Regions from separate parts of the Hordeum vulgare genome. Here region 2 is linked to region 1. Evidence: chromatin contacts called from public Hi-C data. All regions are on one chromosome and are shown on one strand. The core of a region is the stretch at or near the end of the contact, and the rest is flanking DNA. Distances in the headings are between cores, read along the strand shown. Region 1 holds the start of LOC123402147 (homeobox protein knotted-1-like 2). Region 2 holds the start of LOC123404062.

Region 1 (6,601 bases), core at 2,565-5,064:
CAGCAGCTATTAAAAGTCAGACCCTTCCCACCCAAATATGCTCGATACCTATTCGTTGTTAAATAAATCCAAACTAACTGTCCAGTTACATCTATTTCATGAATGGGTCCTGATTTCATAAATATCTTAACTGGATTAAGTAATGTGGCTTCTACGTGTGCACTAACTATAGTATACCTAAGAAGATATCCCTTCATTTTGTATTGTAAGGACCAAGATTTTCATAATGATAAGACGTGCATGTTACTTTATTGATGTTTAAGTCGTTTCCCACATTTATCAAACTTTCCTTCTCCTTTATTACAAGGATCAATTCACTAGCTATTCCCACTGCAAATTCCAATGCATTTTATAATTAAAAATGGAGAGCGTAAGTATAATAACACATGGCTCAGATCTGTGGTCGTGAATGGTACTTTTGAGTGTCAAAGTTAATGATAGCATTGGAACTTAATGACAGCATTAGATCTTATTTTGGATGTTATGTTGGTCATGAATGCCCTTTCATTTTAACATTCCTGCTAATTACCTGCATAAAATGGTACAACTGCCACAGGAAAATGGTTTATTTGTTAGCTTTGTACCACATCTGATGGATCATGGCATAGCAATATTGCAGCATGCTGATGATACCATCTTATTCATACAAGATGAGCTGGAAGGTGCCAGGAATCTGAAGCTGCTGCTTTACATGTTTGAACGAAATTAAGGTCTGAAAATGAATTTGCAGGAAAGCGATGACAAGGGGCAGATGTATGCTGATAGGGAGAGCGGCCTATTAAGTATTTGGGGTAGCAGTGTGTAGTAGCCGGTTACATGTGGCTGACTGGGTGTCATTGGACGTTGGAGGAAAAACAGACTGATGGATGGAAAGGAGGAACACTATCGCTGGCACAGGAAAATTGTGTTTTCGATAAAATTTGACCAAAAATGGGCTGACACTGTATTCAAGACATTTCAAAAATCTGCTAGGGCAAACTGTGTGAAACTTTCCAAGAATGATCACTATATTAGCGTTAATTTTACAGAATTTTTCAAAATTTCCTGGACAGTTCCATTCTTTTGACAAAAATTTGACTAAAAAGACCTGAAAATTTCAGGGTATTTTTAAATATGTTATGCCAAATTGTGTGAAACTTTCCCAGAATGATCACTATATTGGTGTTGATTTTAAAGATTTCTTTGGACACTTCCATTTTTTGACACAATTTGATCAAAAATGGGTTAAGTGACTACACTGACGTGGCTCTGGCTGGCCAGTCAACGGGTCAAAACTAGGTCTACTTAGTGAAAAGCAGTTTTAGGGGAGAGAAGGGTTGATTCCTAGCCGGTTTTGATAGTTCAGGGTTGATTCTTAGACGATTTCAGAGTTCAAGGTTGAATCTTAGACAAATTGAAGAGTTCAAGGTTATCGTATGAGCTGCCAAAGACAACTATTGGTGGTATGAACAAAACAATCAGGAAGTTTTTCTGGCAAGGTGGCTACACCAAAAGGAAATACCATATGGTAAGGTGGCTTATAATATGTAGACCCACGAAGAAAGGTGACCTGGGCATTCATGACTTGAAAAATTCAATATCAACCTGTTGCGTAAGGTGGCCAGGGCATTCATGACTTGGCAGGTCTTCAAAACGCCAATGATCGAGCAGCACTAGAGATGTCGACGGTGGTGCTAGAGATGTCGGAAGTATGATGATCGTACGCATGAAGCTGGAGGTCAAACCTTGCATATTACTCATCCTGGACCTGCTGAAGAAGATGACCGAGACTCTTTTGATGGATGCTCACCCTTGCTGTTCGTGATACTGGGACATGATCCACGAGAGCAGATCTTACCTCCATCCTCCACTCCTCAAGTCCTGGCTAGCTAGATATTTGTTTCTTACTCGTACAAATTTAGGGTTAGATATTTATTTGTGATTTGTCACGTGTGAATTCAGTGTGACAGTTGGTAAGATTTTATTGGGTTGATCTACTTTTGTGACTTTGTATCTTTGCATGATAAATTGCTTACTATTACTTCAAATTTCAGCAGTCATGTCAGCTATGAAGTATGCATCCCGTCGTGAGGAAGGAAAAAGAGAAAATGAGTACATTAGTTGACAGAATAACAAGAACGATCCATGGACCATGGATAATTGTTGACATCAACACGGATGGTAACAATGTGAGTGATCATGAGCACATATTTAATTCATTACAGAATATGCTATTCTTGATGAGGTACCAATTTTCAGGGTATAATATGTGGTATAAATTATTTGATAAGAATATTTCTTGTGCATGCACTCTACATGTTAATTGGCAAAAAATCATACATGCATATATCGGTTAATATGATGTTTTATATGATTGGGCCTCGGATTCTAGTTTCGCCCCGGGCCCCCAAAATCTCAGGACCGGACCTGTTTTTGGTTTCCAAATTATTGAAATCACCATGCAGTAGATTGGAGAATTTCTGCCACCCTGCTCAAGCAATATACACAGAAAAGCTTTCATTTACCTGTTAGACTCTGTAAGGATTGTTCAAGCTCCCAGCAGCCCATCACCGCTTCCATTGCGTGAACACGTACATGCTGCTGGAGCTGTTCTTTAAATGAACAGAGAAGCAATACATAATGTGTCTGCAAGCCAGTGAAGGACAATTAGAATCCACAAGCAGGATTATACCCAGAGAAAAACATTATGCTAGATGTAAGCAACATATTCATTTCTTAGAAGATATACGAGTATCTGAAAAGAAGAGGAAATTCTAGTAATGCGCAACATAAAAGCATTGTAGATGATCAGTAGCCGTAAGGGCACTACTAAAGAAGATCGAAGTAAAGACAGAAATGGGCAATTCATATAGACGAGCACGTATGCTAGTATAGTACTCCCTCCATCCCAAAATAAGTGTCTTAAGCTTAGTACAACTTTGTACTAGAGCTAGTACGAAACTGAGACAGTTATTTTGGGACAGAGGGAGTATGGCATTTCAGGTCTGCCAAATAAGTTGTTAGTACGCTGTAAACCACAAAAAGGTCCACCACCCATGGCGTATCTACACTGCTTCAACAGGTATGGTGCCACTATATCGATGAACCCTAGTCGTACCTGCTTTGGCTTCATTTCTACTTCATACGAAACAAATCAATAAGGAAATTGCAGCAGTGTTGTTATAATAACCAGCAGCCTCTAGTCAGATCGACCCTCCCACGTTCGCCACACGGTGCACATCACAAACCCATCACCAGCCCTACTCAAAACCTATGCAAATTTTATCCCAATTCCGAATTCCAATTGTTCACACGAAGCATATACACACACCCTAACAAGGCAGGCACGGCACCAGGTGGCATGGTAACGCAGGAAAAAAATAAAGGGCAGGGGCGCGAAAGCCATAGATACCATGAAGAGGTCGAGCTCCTCGCCTCCGGAGGGCCCGCCCGCGGCGGCGGCGGCGGCGGCGAGCGGGGGCGGGCGGGCCGCGATCTGCGCGTCGATGCGGGGGAGCTGGTCGACGGGGGTGGCGACGCGGAGGCAGGCGACGTGGGCCTCCAGGAGCCGCTCGTACAGCGGGTGGGCCGCGACGGCCGCCTTCTCCCTCTCCCCGCCGCCGCCGCCGGGGGAGAAGCTAGGGTTTGGCGACGAGGCGGCGGCCGCGGCAGCCGCCGCCGCGTCCATCGCGAGCCCGTGGTCCGGGTAGTGGAACGACATCGAGCCCTCCGTCGCCGCGTCGTCGGGTGGCGAGGTGGAGGGAGGCAGGCGGAGGCGGGGCGCTCAGGGGGGAGAGGAGGCGCAACGACCTCGGCGGTTGTGGGTTTTGGTTGGTGGGGGTGGGAGGGACGGGCGGAGTGGATGACTGATGGCAGGGTGGGTTGGCGTCCTTGTCGCAGCTGACGACTGTCCGCGAGCGGGCGAGACGACGAGCTCGTCAAAGTATGTGAGGTGTGGACTGCAGAGACGTGCACCCTACGGCGTCGATACCGACGAGGAGATACAGCTGCTGGCCGCCGTCGAGACCAAATTACAGTTAAAAATCCATGGAGAAGAACACATTTAAAATTTAGCATGAACGGTGACATGCCATACTATTGGTCACTCTTCATTGCATGATTTCTTTTCCTTCGTACCTCATGAATGAATGTGAGTTTGAATTTGAAATTATATGTTGTGGATTGACAATATTTGCATTGATCCTATATAGGGGTGGATTAACGAGCTACTCGGCTTGTTAAGCTCGTGCTCGTGAAGGCTCGACTTGTTAAGCTCATTAAGATTAACGAGCTGAAAACCCTGCTCGGCTCGGTTCGTTTGAAACTCGTTAAGCTCGTGAGTACTCGCGAGCGCTTGTTAACAGATTTTAATGTGTGACGGTGTATATGATAAGTGTGTAGGTGTGGTTTTTAAAAAGAAAAAATGGTGCCTATAAAAAAATTCATTAGTTTGTAACTTTGTATATAGATTAGATTGAGTAGATGGGATGAGGTGCTACGTAAATTTTGTCATGTACGATGAAAATATGTTGTATTGTTATTAATGAGCTTAACGAGCCACTCGTGAAACACGTTAGCTTGTTCGTTAAGCTCGTTAATCTTAACGAGCTGAAATTGATGATTGGCTCTCTTCATTAAGAAGCGAGCCACGAGCTTAACGAGCCGAACTATCGAGCGCTCATTAGGCTCGCGAGCTACGAGCTTTTGGTCCAGCCCTAATCGTATGCCTTGGAGCATCTTCAATAGTCGCGGTATCGCCGCACGCGCAAAAACGATTTTGCAGCGTCGAAATTAGAAATTTTAGCGCGACGGAGTGTGCTGGCTCGAGCAGCGGCGACAAATATTGCGCCCGTGAGCCGCGTCCGTCGCACGACGTGCAAGTTTCTTCTTCGGCGGCCTAGTGGAGCCATCATCCGCCTTCTTCTTCTTTCCGGACACCTTCTTGACGGCCTTCTTCACCGCCGGTGCATTTGGAATCTTCAAGGGGGGCGCGTGTCACGGCGGGCGCCGGCGCGCCACCACCCGCCGAGGTCGTCGTGGTGTCATGAAAAGGTTAAGCGCGAGACCGGTGCTCGGAGGAGCTCCGGCGGAGACGAGCCCAAAGCTCGTCGGGCTAGGGTTTGCGCCGGCGCTTGTGGCGGCAGTGGAGGGATCGCGGGCATAGGAGGGGGTGAGGGGGATGTCTATGTGGTTGTCCATCGGGCGGTTTCGACGACGGCGGCGCGAGCGGGGCGAAGGCGCGGCGGCGCGGGTGATACGTCCCAAACGTATCTATAACTTTTACTTGTTCCATGATCATTTGGGTGACAATGTTATATGTTTTGCTACACTTTTATATCATTTTACACATATTTGGACTAACCTACTAACTCATTGCACCCGGTGACAGTTTCTGTGTGCTGATGTCTATTTTGCACGGGCTTTTACCCAATTTTTGGAAGCCCGAAAAAATCCAGAAAAATATATAAAAAATCAGCGAAACAAAAGCTTCGGGGTCACCGAAGGAGGGCCAGAGGGGGGCCAGGGGCCTCCGATGCGGCCTGCTGGCGCGGCCAGGCCCTAGGCCGCGACAGGAGGTCGTTTGGGTGGGTCCCACCTCCTCTAGTGCCCTCCTTTGGTCTATATTTAGAGATCCGTGAGGAAACCCTCGCAGACTTTCTGGAATCGCGAATTTCTCCATCGTTCCGCCTCCTCAGCGCTTCCAAGATTGGGAGCGTCACGAGACCTCTTCCCGGCACCCTGTTGGAGGGAGGATTGACCCCCGGAGCTTCTCCACCACCATGGACGCTTCCCGGACGTGTCGTGAGTAGTCCTCCTTGGACCATGAGTCCATGACCAGTAGCTATTGTTGGGGAACGTTGCATGGGAAACAAAAAAATTCCTACGCACACGAAGACCTATCATGGTGATGTCCATCTACGATAGGAGATTTGGATCTACGTACCCTTGTAGATTGCACAGCGGGAAGCGTTTAAGAAACGTGGTTGATGTAGTGGAACGTCTTCACGTCCCTCGATCAGCCCCACGAACCGTCCCACGAATTGTCCCACGATCCATTCCGATCTAGTGCCGAACGGACGGCACCTCCGCGTTCAGCACACGTACAGCTCGACGATGATCTCGGCCTTCTTGATCCAGCAAGCAAGACGGAGAAGTAGATGAGTTCTCCGGCAGCGTGACGGCACTCCAGTGGTGGTGACGATCTACTCCTGCAGGGCTCCGCCCGAGCTCCGTAAAAATACGATCTAGAGGAAGAACTATCTTGTCTATATCTGACTTGCACGTGGCAAAAGTTGTCTCAAATCAGCCCTAAATCACCACTATATATAGGAGGGAGGGGGAGGGGGCTTGCCTTGAGGGCCAAGCCCTCAAGGGTGCGCCGGCCAAAGGAGAGGACGAGTCCTACTCCAATCCTACTCCAATTTAGGATTGGAAAGTGGAGTCCTTCTCTTCCTTCCCACCTCTTTTTTTTTCTTTTTCTTTGGTTTTCTTTCCTTGGCGCCAAGGCCCTCTTGGGCTGTCTCCACCAGCCCACTAGGGACTTGTGGCGCCACCCTATGCCTTTGGGCTCACTCCCGGAACCCATTCGTCACTCCCGATACAATGCCGGTAATGCCCGAAA
Region 2 (6,014 bases), core at 1,879-4,378, 340 kb after region 1:
GGAACCATATGGACCACTAACTTCCGAGGCATACAAAGCTCCCACGCTATAACAATATAAAACTCCCTCCGTTTCAAAAAGAAAAAAAAAACAATATAAAACTCCAGGCTTATGCTTTAAGCTAGAACTAGAACAGAACAGGATGCATTTTTCATAAGCCATTCCGCCCGAAAGAAACCCATTCGGTGGCGGCCCGCACACCCTATCTGGGACAGAAAAAGAACACATCACAAACAGATAAGAAAGCTCACCTCAAGCTTGTCATTTTCTTTTGACAGCGCGGAGCAAGCCCTCTGCAGAGCCCGCATCTCCTGCTCAAAATCCAAAAACAAGTTCCGACGCTTCGTTAGTAAGCTTGTGGTGGCATGCTTAAAGAAAAGGCGTAAATTTTAAAAAGATCATATCCTCATTATCATCACCTCGTGTAGGCTCTCGTTCTCCACGGCGAGCGACCGCACCAGCTGTTGGACCTCCGGCAGCCTCTGCAAATCGCGGCAGCAACCAATCATCAGCGCTACTACAAATCAAGGCAGAGCACAGAGACATGAAAGAAACAGACCCAAAATCATGTACAATCTCTGGATCGCTATATTCCTGTGCTTTTTGGTCATGGGGCTATCTTGGTGATGAAGCAGGTCTTTTTGGCTGGTACGTACAGCTTTTGTGGCTTTGGCCCTAAGATTCCCCCCTTTCTTGTTCAGCCAGCCCTCATCACGCCCTTTCGAACGGCAGGCCGAGATGTGCTGCTCCTTTATTATAAACTAAACTAGTATACGTACACTGATGTAGTTCAACCACCACTACTGCGGCCTTTTTCCTTGTGACGACTACACTAGTGGCGTGGCGCTCGCCGCCGGGTCATGGCCAGACCCTCTCTCTTTTTGCCGAGCGAGACCGGTAAAACAAAGCGCGTGTACGCCACGTAATACTTTTCCACGTATTTCGGTACAGTAATACAGTAACTGTTACGTATTTGATGATGAAGGAGCTCACCATTTTCTTCCGTTGCCTCTGGCCGGCGGGCCGCGGAGGCGGGGCCTGGAAGGTCAACTGTGGCCGTCCGATGGAGCCCACCTGCAGCAAGGGATGGGCAGTTGTAATAAGCAAGCGAACAAACCAATCAATGCGCGACGGGTATCGAACAAATCATCACGCTCTAAGTTGGAGGATGCAACGCAACGACAGGCCACGGCTGCCTCGACCCAACACATCACGGACGGGAGTAAAAGAATAGTTTCAAAAAATTTGCTACTACTCGTATTTCAAAAAATAAAAGAATAGTTTCAAGATACATACTTCCTTTCCGACGATAATGCTGAAGATATTCCTCCCGTTCAAAACAAAAAAAACGCCGGTTCGGGAATCAGGCAAACAGCATGATGAGGCACGCGAGTGACGCAAAGAATACGGTTTTTTTTCTTCTTCGGCCGTATCGACCGACGTTACCAGATTTACATGGCCCATTTCTGGTCAGGCAGGGAACCCCATCCGCCGGCGCAACCAACCACCACACGACGCAAACGCCGTAACAGAAGCCGCCGTCCCTATTCGGCAATCGGCATCCATCCATCCATCCACGAAGCCCCACTGCCACCCCGTCCTTCCCCGCAAAAAGGCAAACAGGAGAAAACCACCCGACGCGACGGCGGCGCCGGCCGGCCGGCCGGCCATCCACGCACGCCATCGATCCTGCTGCCATGCCACCCACTTGGATCCCGAGTTTTAACTCAGCGCTTTTGACTCTGCGTACACTCAACACCACCAGAGAGAGGGCGGGGAGGGGGTAGGGGTGGGGGCCACACCCTGCAGGCTCCCACCACACGAGCAATTGCGCCGGGGGATAAAGGACGTGGGGGGAATGACCGCGCTGCCCCTCGCTTTAATGCCCCCCGCGCTGTGGGGGAGCCGAGGGGTAGCTCGGGGATACGGAGGGGCGTGGTCGCGTGGAGGGGGGGGGGGGGGGGGGGGCACACCCAACCCACCGGCTGCACCGCCAGTTCCCCGAACTGCCCCCCAGTACTGGGAGTCAACTACTGCGTGCATCACTCCAGCAGCTCTGCATAAGCAAATCCGCACGCACTTATGGGAAAAGATGCTGAAATTCAGCTCGCTTTTTCATGGCAGCTTTTTTCCCTGGAACCGGCAGTAGTTTTGTAGAGTAACTGAAGTGGGAATTCGGGAGGGCGCGAACCAATGCGGATCCCCGGAGCAGGACACGGCTGCTGCGCCAAGCGAGATGGGATTGAGATGAAATGGTATGAGATGACGAGAAGATGAGATGGAGAAGGTAGACAAAGGCGGTGTTCAAATCATGGCGAATGGAAGAAGGGATCTTTGCTGCTGCTGACCAGTAGGGGCAGTTTCGTCACGGGGCAGGGGAGAAAAATCGAAAAGGGCAAAAAGAAACGAAAGAAAGGAAAGCGCAGAGATAGGGGAGAGAGAGAGAGAGAGAGAGAGAGAGAGAGAGAGAGACGCTGGTGGTGGGGGAGGGAGAAGAACCCAAAGCAAAGCGGAGGGCGGCGGCAGGGACGTGGGGGGTGGATGGATGGATATGGACGCAGGCACGAACCTTCGTCATCGTCGTCGCCGGCGCGGTGGCCGCGCGGCGGTGCCAGGGGGAGCAGAAGGCGCCGTCCTCGCCGCCGCTGGTGGAGGCGCCGGAGCGGAGGGAGGCGGAGCCGGCGCTGTAGTCGAGCGGCGAGGCCGGGCTGGACCGGGCGCACCTCGCCTTCTTACCCCCCGCCGCCGCGGACGACGACGCCGGAGAGCGGCGCTGCGAGCGCTTCCCGCGCGCCATGGCCGGCCAGGACAGCTCCCTCGCGTCCTCCATCGGCCTCGCGCGCTTGCTCCACGGCGGCGTCCACCCGGCCAGGTCGGCCCCGCGCAGCGAGCAGATGATGTCGGCGGCGACCGCGTCGTCGCCGCCTGCAGGAGCAGCAGCAGCGGCGGCCATGTCGCCGGCTCAGGAAGAAAGAACACCACGTACGGCGGCCGGACGGACGGAGACGGAGACACCCGATGCGCCGGTGGAGTGGATGGAGAGAGGGAGGGTGGAGGGTGGAGGTGGAGATGTGGGTGGGCAGCAGGGCAGGGAAAGGAATGGGGGGGCGTGGAGACGAACCAAGGCCACGGCGTGGTGGCCGGGCCTTTTAAATGGCGGAATAAAACCGCCGACTAAAATAATCCCACCCCCCGCCCCGCCCCGCACACACGACACACACGCACCCCGCCTGCCCCGCACCGCCACATCGCAGCACCTAACCTCCCCTCCCGCTGAACCCCGGGCCCCACCGTCACCTATCCCCACGCGTCAGCGGGTAACCGCGGCGAGGTGGCCGCTGTCCGACCAAGTTCGGGAGCCGAGCGGAAGCCTTTCTTTCCGCGCACAGTGGCCACCGCGGAAATGACGGGTGGGCCCGGGCGTCAGAGACCGAAGCACGCCGGGGTGGGCCCGGAAGAAGCGCCAGGCGTAGGACGCAAGCCAGGAGGGAGGAGCGGAATGGGAGTTTGAGCTGCGGGTGGGGGCAGCGTGTCAGTCAGTGAGCCAGCCTGAGAAGGATGATGATGATGGATGGAAAGCGCCTGAGCCTCTCTCGGATAGGTTTTTTTTTTTTTTTTTGCCTTGTGAAGAAGAACGGGAGCTTTGCTTCTCGAGCTGCCCCTCTCTCTCGTTCACGTTCTGCTGCTGGCCGCTGCTGACCGTGAAGTTACTGCGCGCATTCCCACGCACGCAAGCAGGCAGGCAATGCAACAGTGTTCCTCACCGGTGGAAGCCTCTTCTTTGTCTTCCTTTCGCTGACACCAGGGGCCTATTTGGCAGCGGCAGCGGCAGCGCACCGATTTACATTTTAAATTTCAGTAGGGACTTGCGAGAGCACACTGGTTTCTCCCTCCGGGCAGGTTGGATTTTCCGCCTTGAATCTGTTACTACAGATAGTAGAATTCTGTTCAGAGTAGGAGAATTGTTATTATTTTTAGCTAGCAGAAGAATTATTCGATTCTGTAACCCAACTCGTACTGAAATCTGTAATATAAAAAACGTAAAAATACGGCTCTGTATTGACCCTGGGCCTGGAGACCCTGGAGTATCCTTGCAAACGAAGCATCGGCACTTTGCTCGGCTGCAGGGAAATAGCTCTAGTTCCTGCGCCAGCAAGCCAAGCTAGCTGGCGACTCCAGTCCTGATCTACTGGGCTACGACGAAGAATCTCAAACCAGTCCAACGTTTGGACATTATAATAAATAAATAAAATAAAACTGAGCTGAAGTGGGCTCGTCACACTGCCGGTGGTCTTTTCCGTTTTTACCCTCCGCAGCGAGCTGGCCTTCTAGGACTCGACGAAACGCCCCGGTCTCCACGCGCGTCCGCGTGGAACGACCTCCCGATCGCCATTCGGTGGTGCTTCTTCTGACCGGTTCTTCTCGGCCTCGAAGTGGAAGTGCCGCCGCTGGCCAGAGATGGGCACGCACGCAGGCAGCATTCTACAATCAATCGGTAGTCAGGCTGCAGGTGGGACTGCTCGCGGGCATCCCACCTCAACCCACCTGATCCCACTACAGATTGGTGGAAATTATGGGTAACCCATCAAACGTTAAATGGGTTAAATGAGATCCTAGTATATCCCACTTAACACAAGACATGGTTCTGATGTGTCCTGCTCTCCCCACTCCAGCTTGCTCCCCTCCCGACGGCTTCTGCGGTGAAGGCGGGAGCTTCCGGCGGCGGTTTCTCGAGAGCGCCCTCTTGGCCTTGTCCCCGGCCACGACAGTGCCCTCTTGGCCTTGTCCCCGGCCGCCCCAAGGAACGGCACGACGACGCGCGACGGGAAGGACGAGCACGCAGCCTTACCTCCACGAGTCCCGGCACCAGCACGCGATGCGGCGGGCGAGGGGCACCCACGACCGCTTCCTCAACACGAAGAAGGATGAGCACGACGGTGGCTCCAATGGCGGCAGAACCGAGGCGGGCAAAGGCGAGCAGAGCTCCGACTGCCTCTGGGTGCCGCTGAACCTGCATCTCCATCAAGCGTGAAGTGGCACTTTGATGCAACCTAGAACAACGGCTTCTCCTGGCCGCCGGCCGGCGTACCACGGCGCCCCGAGGACGGGTGGGTTTGCATCCGTCGTGATGGTGTCCGGTTCCGTGGGTTGGTCGGGGATCCAGGGGTATGCTGTTGTGTCCAGGCAATTCATTCTTGGTTTTCGCATTCTGTTGTCACCCTTGTGTGTGTTGGATCTTGGATGTGTGCAAGTGGAGAAGAACTAGTAGGCTGTGCGTGTGAGATTGATTGTCAGACTCGGGATGGATGGCGTGTGTTTGTACCGCGGTAGAGTGGGATTTGGCTTGATTTTGATAATTGGGTAGTGTAACAAATTGGACCCTGAGTTGGGTCTCCTTGCTTTCACAAGCTGCAGCGGTACAGATACTGAATGAGCATCACTCGAGCAAGAGCCTCATGGGGCAAGGCCTCAGCGTCGCCGTCGACGGCCTGTCCGGCCAGAGCCTCTGCAAGGCGGACATCAAGCCCTAGCTCTTCTCCAAGAAGAAGGGCTCCAAGAGCCTCGACGTTGACGGCGGAAGGTCGACATCTTCTGGGAGCTCTCCGCCACCAGGTTCGGCGCCGGGCCAGAGCCACTAGAGGGCTTCTACATCGCGCTCGTCTTCGACCTCGAGCTCGCACTCCTGCTCGGCGACATGAAGAAGGACACCTACCGTAAGACCGGCGCCTCGTCTGATCCCTCTGTCCACGAAAGAAATCTATAAGGGGTTGGTGGGCTAAAGTGGGTTCCAATGGGTTATGTGGGATAACCCGATTAATTTATTTCCTATCCAGTGGGAGTCCACTAAAATGATATAAGTGGGATAGCCCACCTAGTCCCACTTAGGTCCGCTCCCACCTGCAGCCTGAATCGGTAGGTCCGTCCATGTCTTGTTATAGATCGGTGCTGCTTTATTCGGTGATCGAACAAAATAGCCAAGGCAAGAGATGTTTATGTTTTTAATTAAGAGCAAC

The links. Hi-C and Micro-C count contacts between places; a contact is called where the count stands out from the background.
Region 2: a contact with region 1 is called in a Hi-C map of seedling, with 2.8 times the contacts expected there. The contact joins the promoter of LOC123404062 here to the promoter of LOC123402147 in region 1. A contact is called at or near these places in 3 of 6 Hi-C or Micro-C datasets (leaf and seedling) and 1 of 1 datasets of contacts at active chromatin or transcription factors (embryo).

What each region holds. Positions count from the first base shown.
Region 1 is chr6H:111,190,620-111,197,220 of MorexV3_pseudomolecules_assembly, forward strand. It overlaps LOC123402147 (homeobox protein knotted-1-like 2), which reads right to left and starts at 3,815. Exons shown (of 6, transcript XM_045096027.1): 1 at 3,392-3,815; 2 at 2,505-2,625. The coding sequence starts at 3,700. LOC123402148 (a long non-coding RNA gene) reads right to left here and starts at 2,498. Exons shown (of 2, transcript XR_006611241.1): 1 at 1,790-2,498; 2 at 786-1,711.
Region 2 is chr6H:111,533,530-111,539,543 of MorexV3_pseudomolecules_assembly, forward strand. LOC123404062 reads right to left here and starts at 3,129. Exons shown (of 5, transcript XM_045097987.1): 1 at 2,570-3,129; 2 at 994-1,074; 3 at 420-482; 4 at 252-311. The coding sequence starts at 2,953. It also overlaps the pseudogene LOC123405183.